Regions from separate parts of the Anas platyrhynchos genome. Here region 1 is linked to region 2. A link is a contact called in public Hi-C data. All regions are on one chromosome and are shown on one strand. The core of a region is the stretch at or near the end of the contact, and the rest is flanking DNA. Distances in the headings are between cores, read along the strand shown.

Region 1 (4,795 bases), core at 927-3,426, 36 kb before region 2:
AAGTACAGGTTATAAACAACTGTGACAAACAGTGGAGCTATTCTTCAGGCAGCATCATAAACACATAGGGTAGGACCCTAGTGAAGCTGAAGAAATAAGAAATTTGGGAAGAGCTTTCCTAAGGAGGCCGTAGCACACTCCTAGAATGTCTGAGAACCAATACAATGTTTCAAGTTTAATAAAAGAAAATGATTCATTGACCCTAGTAGCTAACATATTGCAATAATGACATGTTATACTCTAAGAATTGCAATGACAGAACAATTATCTAATTAGAAAATTAATTACATCATGTTTTAATTGCTTAATAACAGAGAAATTGTCATCAGGATTAAGGCTGAGAAATGCTATGAAAAATCATCAGGGAGTACAATTTGGCCGGTAAGCAGAAAATATTCCTTACCAACAAGAAATTTGGAGGCGTGCCTGTAACAACTCCTCAGAGGCCCACCAAGTTTCATGGCACATCACCACTTCTGTAACAGACACCATGTGGGAATGGGAGGCCTTGCAAGACCTGAAGAGTTCATGACAAGAGCCAAGACCTGCATTTGGCAGCAGTAAAAAACACAGTTGCAAGAAAGGGATAAAGCCTGAGTCCAACAGCAAGCTAGAGGAAGCGTTTCAGTGGTGAAACAATTCAGTTTGCCTTTTCCCTTTGCGAATGCACTGAATGTCAACAATCGTAGCAACATGCAGCACTGCAGCTCAAAGGAGCCAGATCAGACCTTGTCTCCTGTTATGGGGCAGTGTGGCTGCCAGGGCAATACCCCTTCTGCAAAAGGATTTACCACCAGGGAAGCACAACATCTTTGAAGAAGATGGAATGGAAGATGAGACAGGAGAAAGGGGAGCGCTGAATAATTTAAGGACAACAACTTGCTGCCAGAAAGTCAGAAAAAGATGTTGTAATTTGGAGAAATGCTGGACGTGGTTAGTACCACGTCAGAAGCTCAGCAGGTCCAAAACTCAGAGCACGTAGAAATGCCATTATTTGGCAGATTATTACTTAGAGTTCTTGTATTAAGGAAGATACATATTTACATAAATTGCAATGAATGAATACTGCATCAAAATATACATCTGCAAAACATGTGGTTTGGAATGAAGAACTGGGGATACGATACTCACACAGGGCTTTACATGACCCAGTGTTTTTGTGTGGGGTTGTTATTGGAGCAACATTCCAGGTTCCTTCAGACTACTTGAAAAGCAGTCTGATGGTTAAAGCGATGAACATGATGATGCTTAAGGTAGTAACTGACAAGGAAGCCAGACAAATAAGAAGACATAATTTTAAAATAAACAGAGTGTAGGAAAAAAAAATAAATAAATTCAAATAGCATGTCTGTGAACCAGTATGTTTGTTTTTGCAAGGCAGGTTACAATTAACATTTGAAAAGGTTTGTAAATAAAGTTTCATGCAAATATTCACTTGGACACAGGCTTGTGATCTATTAATTATTCAAAAACCACACAAGCATTTTGTCATTACTGTCTGCTGCATGTTTCTTACTTTAATCTGTCCTTTGGACTTGGAGCTGCCAGATTTCCATAACTGGGTCACCCAGTTCTTTCTCAACTTTGCTTTCTGATGTGAAATGAGAATTAGCATTTTCTGTGACATACATTCAGGGCTTCTACGAGAAGTTTGAATGGCTATTATAGTAAGTGGTTTAGTATGGAAACCTAAAATATGTGGTAAAATATGCAGTAAGGAATGAGTTCATATCTGTGGGTAATGTGAATTTTTAGTGACCACAGATCTTTGCAAGCAGAGTCGAGGATGAAAACTGCAGTTAGTTAGTTGGCCAAAGAAAAACAAAAACCATACTTGACACACAATCATTATATTAGGTTCATAGAATCATAGGATCAAAGAATGGTTTAAGTTGGAAGAGACCTTTAAAGATCATCTAATCCAACATCAATTCACTTTTGGGGCTTTGTGTAGTGAAAAACACTGTTCTAATGCCCATTAGTAAATTATAATTAATATTATAATTATAAAAATAATTATAACCATAATTTTAAACCATTCTTTTAGCTTGGAGATACATGAATCATTATAAGAAATTTATTAATTAAAATAAGGTTGAAAAGGTGATAGGTGACATTTAAAGCATTTGTTATTTTAACCACTAGAGAGCGCTGAAAAGCTGTTTTAAAAATCTGTTTTTGAAAACTCTGAGGACTGCTCTGCGCTGCCTGGGCTCCTCGCCTGGAGGGCCAAAAGCGACAAGCCTCAGAGGGGGACGGGGCTGGGAAGAGTCACCCATTCTATACGGAAAGCATGAAACGACTTTCTTCTGCCAACACAGGCAGCATCGGACATAAAGAGGGAATGGAGGCAATTCTCGACTTTTCAATGTCCTTTCATTTACAGCAGCTGATATGCCATAAAACCTGCACACCCACTGGTGTGTCTGGGGAATAAATGGGGATGTGGCTGAAGCCAGCAAGTGAGCTCCTTGAAGAAAAAGGGAAAGCTAAGAGAAGCAAGATGGAAGGGAATGGGACAAATATCTCAGAAAACAGCTCTGCCACTCTGCTTCTCACTGCTGCCAGAGATTATGTATTTTTACACCAAATTAGTGTCCCACAGCAGTTGCCGTGGACTCTCTTTTTATGGTTCTGCACTTCTAAAATGTTTGTTATATAACTGACCTCTCTCAGTTTCCTGAGGCCTCTGAAAACTCATCCCCTTGACTACCTGACATAGAGTCATAGAGTCATAGAACTTCCTGAGTTGGAAGGGACCCACAAGGATCATCGAGTCCAACTCACAGCTCTACTCAGAACCACCCCAAACTCAGACCATGTGTCCAAGAGTGTTATCTGAACGCTTTTTGAGCACTAGCAGGCTCAGTGCCGTGAAAGCTGCCCTGGGGAGCCTGTCCCAGTGCCCGACCACCCTCTGGGTGCAGAACCTTTCCCTAACACCCAGCCTGACCCTCCCCTGTCCCAGCTCCATGCCGTTCCCTCAGGTCCTGTCGCTGTCCCCAGAGAGCAAAACTCAGCGCCTGCCCCTCCGCTCCCCTCGTGAGGGAGCTGCAGGCCGCCATGAGGCCTCCCCTCAGCCTGCTCTGCTCGGGGCTGAGCAAACCAAGGGACCTCAACCACTTCACACATCTTTCCATTCACACGCTTCACCATCTTTGTTGCCCTCCTTTAGACACAGTGGACACATTTAATTGAGTGAAAAGAAAAAAAAAATCTGGAATATACTGTATTGGACAGCTCTTCATTGTCTGTACCCTACCCTACTCACTTCCTAAGTTACAACAACAAAATGAAGTCCCTTCTGCCCAAACCAGATGTTCTCTGGTATTCCTTTTCTGCTGCAGAGTCTGCCAATTGCTAGATAAATACATGGTTAAGGAGTCAACAGGTAAGGCTCAGAAGTGGTTCTCATCTAGCAGAACATCTCAAAACCCTTTGACTGTAGATAATTTTTATACACTGGGAACCCTGAAACCAGAGAATCAGAGAATAGTTCAGGTTGGAAGGGATCTCGGAAGATCTCTAGTCCAATCTCTCAAACCTCTAAGGCTGGACTGCACAACCTCTCCGGGCAAGCAGTGCTCCTCTGAACATAGCCCATGATCTGTATTCTTTGCTGCCAGGCCCATATTCAGCTTATTGTCCACCACGTCACTCAGGTCCTTTTCAGCAGAGCTACTCCCCAGCCAGCTAATCCTAGCTTGCATGGTTGTCAGGGGCTCTTCCTTCACAAAAACAGAAGAAGCATCTACTTGGAAGGTGGTTTCACCAATTTTTTATTCTCCTACATGTACATGTACATGTACAGACAATATCTGTATCAGAAGAAGCTTAACGAAAGTCTTCTGCTTGAAAATAATTCCATAAAATTTTAACTTGCTTTTCTCTTGCTCCTCTCATCCAGAAACCATTGGACTCATTTGTAATTTCTAGAATGCAGAAATATATAGATTTGGGGACACGTTAATCAAGCTTAGAGGAGTCTTTACATTTGCACTCATTGATTTTGAGGCTAATCTATCATTAGTCTAATTTGCAGGTTTACAGAACATCAGCATAAGCTGCAGATACTGAAGTTGTTTGGAAGCCAACCTGAGCACTGATTGCTTACTTAAAGAAAAATTGTGTGGCAATCTGCATTTCCTATGCACTACTTCTTATGTTAGTTTGAAAACCACCTTCTTGAAAGGCCTCCTGTCGGGAAAGACATTTCTTTCTGTTCTTTGTATTAGTGGCAAAGTTATTCATAATATGGCCAAGAGTTTATGTAGAAAGACCTGTCTGTAGTAATCAAAATCAGTTCTGTACTGAACATTTCAGTATTGCAGAGCTTCCACATAGTGTTGGCTCCATTTTAAAACATGGGAATTTGGTAATCAATGTAAATATCCTAATTAGCTTCAGTGCCAAATGGAGTAAAGGTGAGAAGTGAATGCAACAGTCATTGCTATGAGTAAAAAAAAATACCGGATTTTTGCTTGCATTTGATTTTCAGGGCTTGTTAATAGTTATGCTGTGGAATCCAAAACCACTTCTCTTGTCAGTTGTTTCTCTCTTCCTTTTCTGTTGCAATTCTCTCCTGTATTTTATCCACTAGAAGGCAGATGTGAGGTTTTATGAGCACCCTCACCAACACATTGCACAGCAGGAAGATTTATAGCATAGTGACTACTGCTGTTTTTCTGTGGCTCCATCATATTCGGGCTGCCAACACTTCCCATTTTCAAGGTTCCCAAGGCCTTCACAAACTTGACCTGACATAAGAATTGCACACAGAAATCGTGCTTTGTGT
Region 2 (5,169 bases), core at 1,793-4,292:
GTTCAATATTATCCATAAGCTCTAGGGGGAATAACGCTAGGATATACTGAAGAAATAAAAGTAGGAGCAACCTGAGACTGAGTGGTCCTGATGCTCTCCCAAATGAGCAGAGTTCCAAAATAAAGATGAAAATATTCAGTCCAAGAGGGGATGTTTCTTCAGAAACAGACACATTCAGCTATTTCTTTAGATGACATCTCTCATAGAAACCATGCAGTTTTACATTAAATGTTCTTACAGAGAAATATAGAGAAAAGTCCAGCCAATTTATGCCAAGCACTGAATGTCAAACATGAATAATAACACTTGTTTTGATCTCGGCTGTGCTCCAAGAATTAGTCTATAGTAGCATCTATATGAATAAAAGTTAATTGAAACCAAGAGTCATCCCTCATGATCTTTAATCCATCAGTGAACACAAAAAGCTGCACTAAAAAAAAAAAAAAATACACCACTGGAAAATACGGCCTCACAGAGAAAGGGACAATGGAAAGAAAAGCCTTCACTAAAAATAGTACTAGTCTTTTTGTCCCCGTGCAGGAAATGTAGGCACCACATATTCTAGCACTGAATAACACTTTGTCTTTGTGAACATTATTCAGCAGGAGGCAAAAGTAAATCAACAAGCAATTCTGCTGAGGGAAGTAAATATTTACAGATGGGAAAACTGAGGCACAGAGGTATTAAGGGACCTGCCAGAGATAGAAAAAAGAAGCCACTCTTCATTACTGGCCAGCTGTTCTGGTAGGACCCAGGGCTCCTCAGGTGGGCATACCAAGTTTCGCTGTCCAGAGTGAGAATCTGTTATGTATAAACCCAATACAGGAAAATTGAATTGTCTCCCCAGAAAGCATACAGTTTTGATCCCCAAAGGCATTAGAAGACACGGCTCCTGCTTAGAAGGCCAAAGACCTTCTTGCTGGGCTTTTACTGTGAATCCAGTGGGAACTTTCAGTAAAGACCAACCCCGAAAGCTGAAGAAAAAGTGCTTACAGAAATTACATTTGGGCAAAAGCCAACAGCAGTTTGGTACTCACCCATAGGGCAGGACACTGCCCTTGGCAGCTTCTGCTTATCTTCTGCCACACTGGTGCTTGCAAAACAACGCTTTGGCTTTTACCCCTCCTGATGTATGGAGCCAAGTGATGCCTGGTGTCTTTGCTGTGCAGTTTGTTCAAGACACCACGACAACTTTAATCCTCACGCAGCATTTCCTGATTGCTGTTTTTTTAAGCAGATTGACCTCAAGCACTGTCCCACTAAACATGGTGGAGCAACCCATTTTTTTTGCTATGAACCAGCAGATTGACTGCTTTTATTCAATTTTCTTAAATCTACCCACACTACTTTGCCTAGCATCTCTCTTTTGTAGGAGAGAGAAAACAAGAAATAACCTGGCAGTGATTATTACAATTCTTTTTAAACTAGGAGGCAGGTGGCGTCTGGAGGAACATGCAGTGGTACCAGCACCATCACAAGTACTACACTTAAACAATTGGCTTTTCTAGGAAGTTTGTTCTGGATCTGAAATGTGCCAATGCCTATGTTTCTGTCCCTCACCAAAGCAGCTGAACCAGCCAAACTCTTTTAAATAGATAGTAGGACAGGTGTCATAAGTTGTTAATTTTGTGTAAATTTTGGAAAAGTGAATAGGAGAGAGGTGGCATGCCAATATGGCTGTAAAGTATGCACAACTACATCATCAGAAACCAGAAAATTTACCTGGCATTATAGAATTGTTCACATTATTCCATCAGGAGCTATTCAGAGTATGAATACCCCAATCATCAGGGAATTTTTGACTCAGATTTATACTTTATTAAACCTTGAAACATGGAGCTAGGATAAATCAAGCTCATAGAAATTACTTTTTTTCTTTTTTCTTTCTTCAAACATGTTTGAAGTTCTTATGCTTGGTTTTGATCCACCTTTAAGTCCAATTTCTGATTTTTTTAAACCAACCTAATAATTTTCCTATCAGTTAATTTTTTTGTGTGTGTGTGCCTTGCAATAGTTTAATTCTTCTGTCTTCCTGAAAGGTTTATATCTGACTTTTCTGATGGCAGTGTAAATATGTAAGAAATGAAATATTCATCATCCTGTCTGGAACCTAACAAAGGAGGCTGTTCCTTTAACAGAAATGTTCGGTTATGAGAGTGGCTGTCATCCTGTAATAACTTGAAATACGTTAGAGATAATTTTTTTTTTTTAGAATAAGAAAGATGTGTTCTAATGACCAGTGATGGCTCTAAAGTGTTGTGAGAGCTTGGTTCAAAGCCCCTTGAAATGAATAACAGTCCTTCTGCTGACATTACTAATCTTCGAATCGGGCTCATTAATGTAATTCAGATATTATAACCCTAGCTGCCAAAAAGCCGGAAAAAAAAAAAAAAAATAGAAAGCAGTCATAAAAATAGACATCAAACATATTTCTGCTCTGGGAATTAATACAGAAGCTAAGTAAGTATTTCTGCCGGAGCGTTATTGCAGATCTTTTCTGACTGTTTTTAAAGGAATTAGCAGGGCAAGCAGCTCGTCTCAGCCAGGCTTCTGCCCCCCAGCAGTCGCCAGTATCTAATGCCACAGAGGCTGGAAAATGCTCCAGTTGCGGTAACAGTTCTCACCCGCTCCTTTCCGGGATGTGCTGCGCTGATGGAGAGGAGGGGGAGAGGAAGGATGGGAGGGGAAATAGAGACACCGAGGCGAGAGTTTCCCATCTTTAGCTCCTCTGTGACTCCCTGCAGATCAATACCTGGTACTCTGGAGCTTTTTTAGCTCACTGACATCAGGCGGCGTCGAGACCTAACGGGGTTATATCGCTGCCCGAGGACTCGGGGACGCCTAGGAGCGGGCAGCCGTGGGTGCTCGCGATGGGATAGCAGCGAGACCCCATTTAGTTGGCCGGTTTGCACCCTAGGTAGAAGAAGGACGGCACCTGGGTTCTCCCCTAGCGTTTTCCCCTGCAGATCTCCCAGCCCCGTGCGTGCGGCATGTGCGTGTGCGAGGGATGGACAGGCTGAGGGGGGGCAGCAGCCGAAAACGTGAAGCGGGGGCTGCTTCTTCGCAGCCCTTCGGGTGAGCCTGGGCTGGCAGCCGGCGGAGCGTTGCGAAACCATGTCGCGATAGGGAAGCGCAGCGCCCCGGGTGTCCCTTTAAGCAGCCGAGCGAGCGGCGCTGCTGCTGCTCGCCTTGCCAAAGCCCCGGGAGTCCAGTTAAGAAACGGGCAGCTGTCTCTTTAAGTGTGATTTCCTTCTATTGTATTTGAATCGTGATCAGGAAAAAGGAAATGAAACCGGAGCCCCGGGGCCGAGCCAGAGGAGCCGTAATAATGATGCCGAGCCGCACCTCGGCGGCACACGCGCCTCTGCCGGGGGCGTGCTGAGAGCTGCCGGGGGCTGCGCGGTGCGGGGCGGTGCGGAGCGGAGCGGAGCGGAGCGGTGCGGGGCAGGCAGCGGTGGCCGCGGCCGCAGCCCCCCCCCGGCCCCGCCGCCCGGCGCGCAGGAGGAGCGCGGCGAGGATGGGAGGTGAGAGCCTGCGGGCCGGCCTGCGGACACCCGGCCCCGGGCGGCGGCCCCAGCCCCCGTTCCTCCTCTCTCTCTCTCTCTCTCTCTCTCTTTGGTGTTGCAGGAGGAAATCCTGTGAATGTCATTGGGGGGCGGAGGGGGAACTCGGCTGGCGAGAAGGCGTCGAGAGCAGACAGCCTCTGCGGGGGCAGAGCCCACCACCGGCACACTACAAAGGAGCAATCCCTGCCAATGTCATCGGCCATCGAGAGGAAGAGCCTCGATCCTTCCGAGTAAGTGGCCTCCTCCCTCCCGCACCTCCCCTTGCCGTGCCGCCGGGATGCCGCGGGGACCCCCCCACCCCCACCCCGGGGACCCCCGCCGCGGGCACCCCTCGGCCGGTCCCCGCCGGGCTCGGATGCGCGGAGCGGGCGGCGGAGCCCGGGGAAGCCGCGGCGGGGGAGCGGGCGGCCGTGAGGGGCATCCGCGGCTGCGGAGGAGCCCGGAGCCGCTCCGAGAGGCGGCGGGAGCGGGGCTCGCCCGGGCTGGAGCCGGCGGCCCCTCGGAGGGGGCTCTCCGCCGCCGATCAGAGCGAAAGGTCAGGGCTGTGCTGTGCGGGTGCCCCACTTCCACATTTTCAGCATGCGAGGCACTTTGCAACTTTCAAGGGCTCGGAGAAACCGCTGGGGGTGGCTGTGCTGCGAAGGGCATGCGGAGAGATGTGATGGACGGGGTGCGGGGGACGAGAATTGCCCTCCGCGTTTCCCACCCAGGGCCGGACCCTGGCGCTGTGCAGGGTCCCCAGGCGGTGCTGTGCAGGCAGGTGCCAGGATGAAGGTGCCAGGATGGGTGCCAGGATGGGTGCCAGGATGGGTGCCAGCCCCTCCGCACCTGCAGCCCCCAGCCCCGGGCTCGGCAGGGCAGCACAGCACCGCGCCTCCCCATAGCCGCAGCTACGCTCGTCGGCAATCACGATAAGAGAGAGAGAGAAAAATAAAATCTCCGTTTTCAGATAACGCTTAAAACATTGCTCTTAGGAAAGTTTAGCCATTCGTGGTTTGTTTCCTGTGAGATATTAAAAATGCCATCTCTCGAAGCCCCAAGTGAACACATGGGAACTGTTTGGTGTATTAAATCAATTCATGCCATGTTGCTTTTCACTTTTTATATGCTACATTTTTTCCTATTTTATGCAATCTTTTCAGAATGATAATCTAAGCTCCTAGGTATAAGATGCCTGGGTCTGAACCGTACCGTTTTAGTAGCATTTATTTATTTACGTACTGTGTGTTCTAGTGAATTAGGCGCTGGCTTAGAAGTCTATGGACATCAAACAGCTAATGCAGAAAACAGAAATTCTGCTCTGCGTAAACATCCGCCAGGCTGTTCCGGAGTTTAGGGCTTTCAGAGAACTGGCTCATGATTCCCAAGCACCCATAAGACAAAATATTTGGGGGCCAATGTCCGAAGTTTCAAATAATGGACAATAAAGGGTAATAGCGTGCATTTCCTTATACTTGCACGCTCTGCTGAGAGGCTCGCAGAACTTTTCGGAGAGGAGCCCATGCCTTAAGAAAGGAAGGATGGGGCTCAAAAGAAAAAAACTTGGAAAAAGTGGGGCCTGATTTTAATGGAATTTGCAGAGCGAAGAGCTGGAAGGAGCGGG

Evidence for each region. Hi-C and Micro-C count contacts between places; a contact is called where the count stands out from the background.
Region 1: a Hi-C map of subcutaneous adipose tissue shows a contact between it and region 2, with 4 times the contacts expected there. The contact joins the enhancer-like site here to the promoter of LMO2 in region 2. A contact is called at or near these places in 5 of 8 Hi-C or Micro-C datasets (F1 follicle, liver, skeletal muscle and 1 more).

The regions. Positions count from the first base shown.
Region 1 is chr5:48,747,157-48,751,951 of IASCAAS_PekinDuck_T2T, reverse strand. No RefSeq gene overlaps it. Among named protein-coding and RNA genes, the nearest start is that of CAPRIN1, 11 kb to the left of the region's middle. Within about 2 kb of position 2,176, at least 2 of the 8 cell types and tissues checked have an H3K27ac peak or open chromatin away from gene starts, as enhancers often do. A contact at or near this core is called in subcutaneous adipose tissue, where this site is marked.
Region 2 is chr5:48,711,972-48,717,140 of IASCAAS_PekinDuck_T2T, reverse strand. It overlaps LMO2 (LIM domain only 2), which reads left to right and starts at 3,042. Exons shown (of 4, transcript XM_027458601.3): 1 at 3,042-3,524; 2 at 3,628-3,796. The coding sequence starts at 3,518.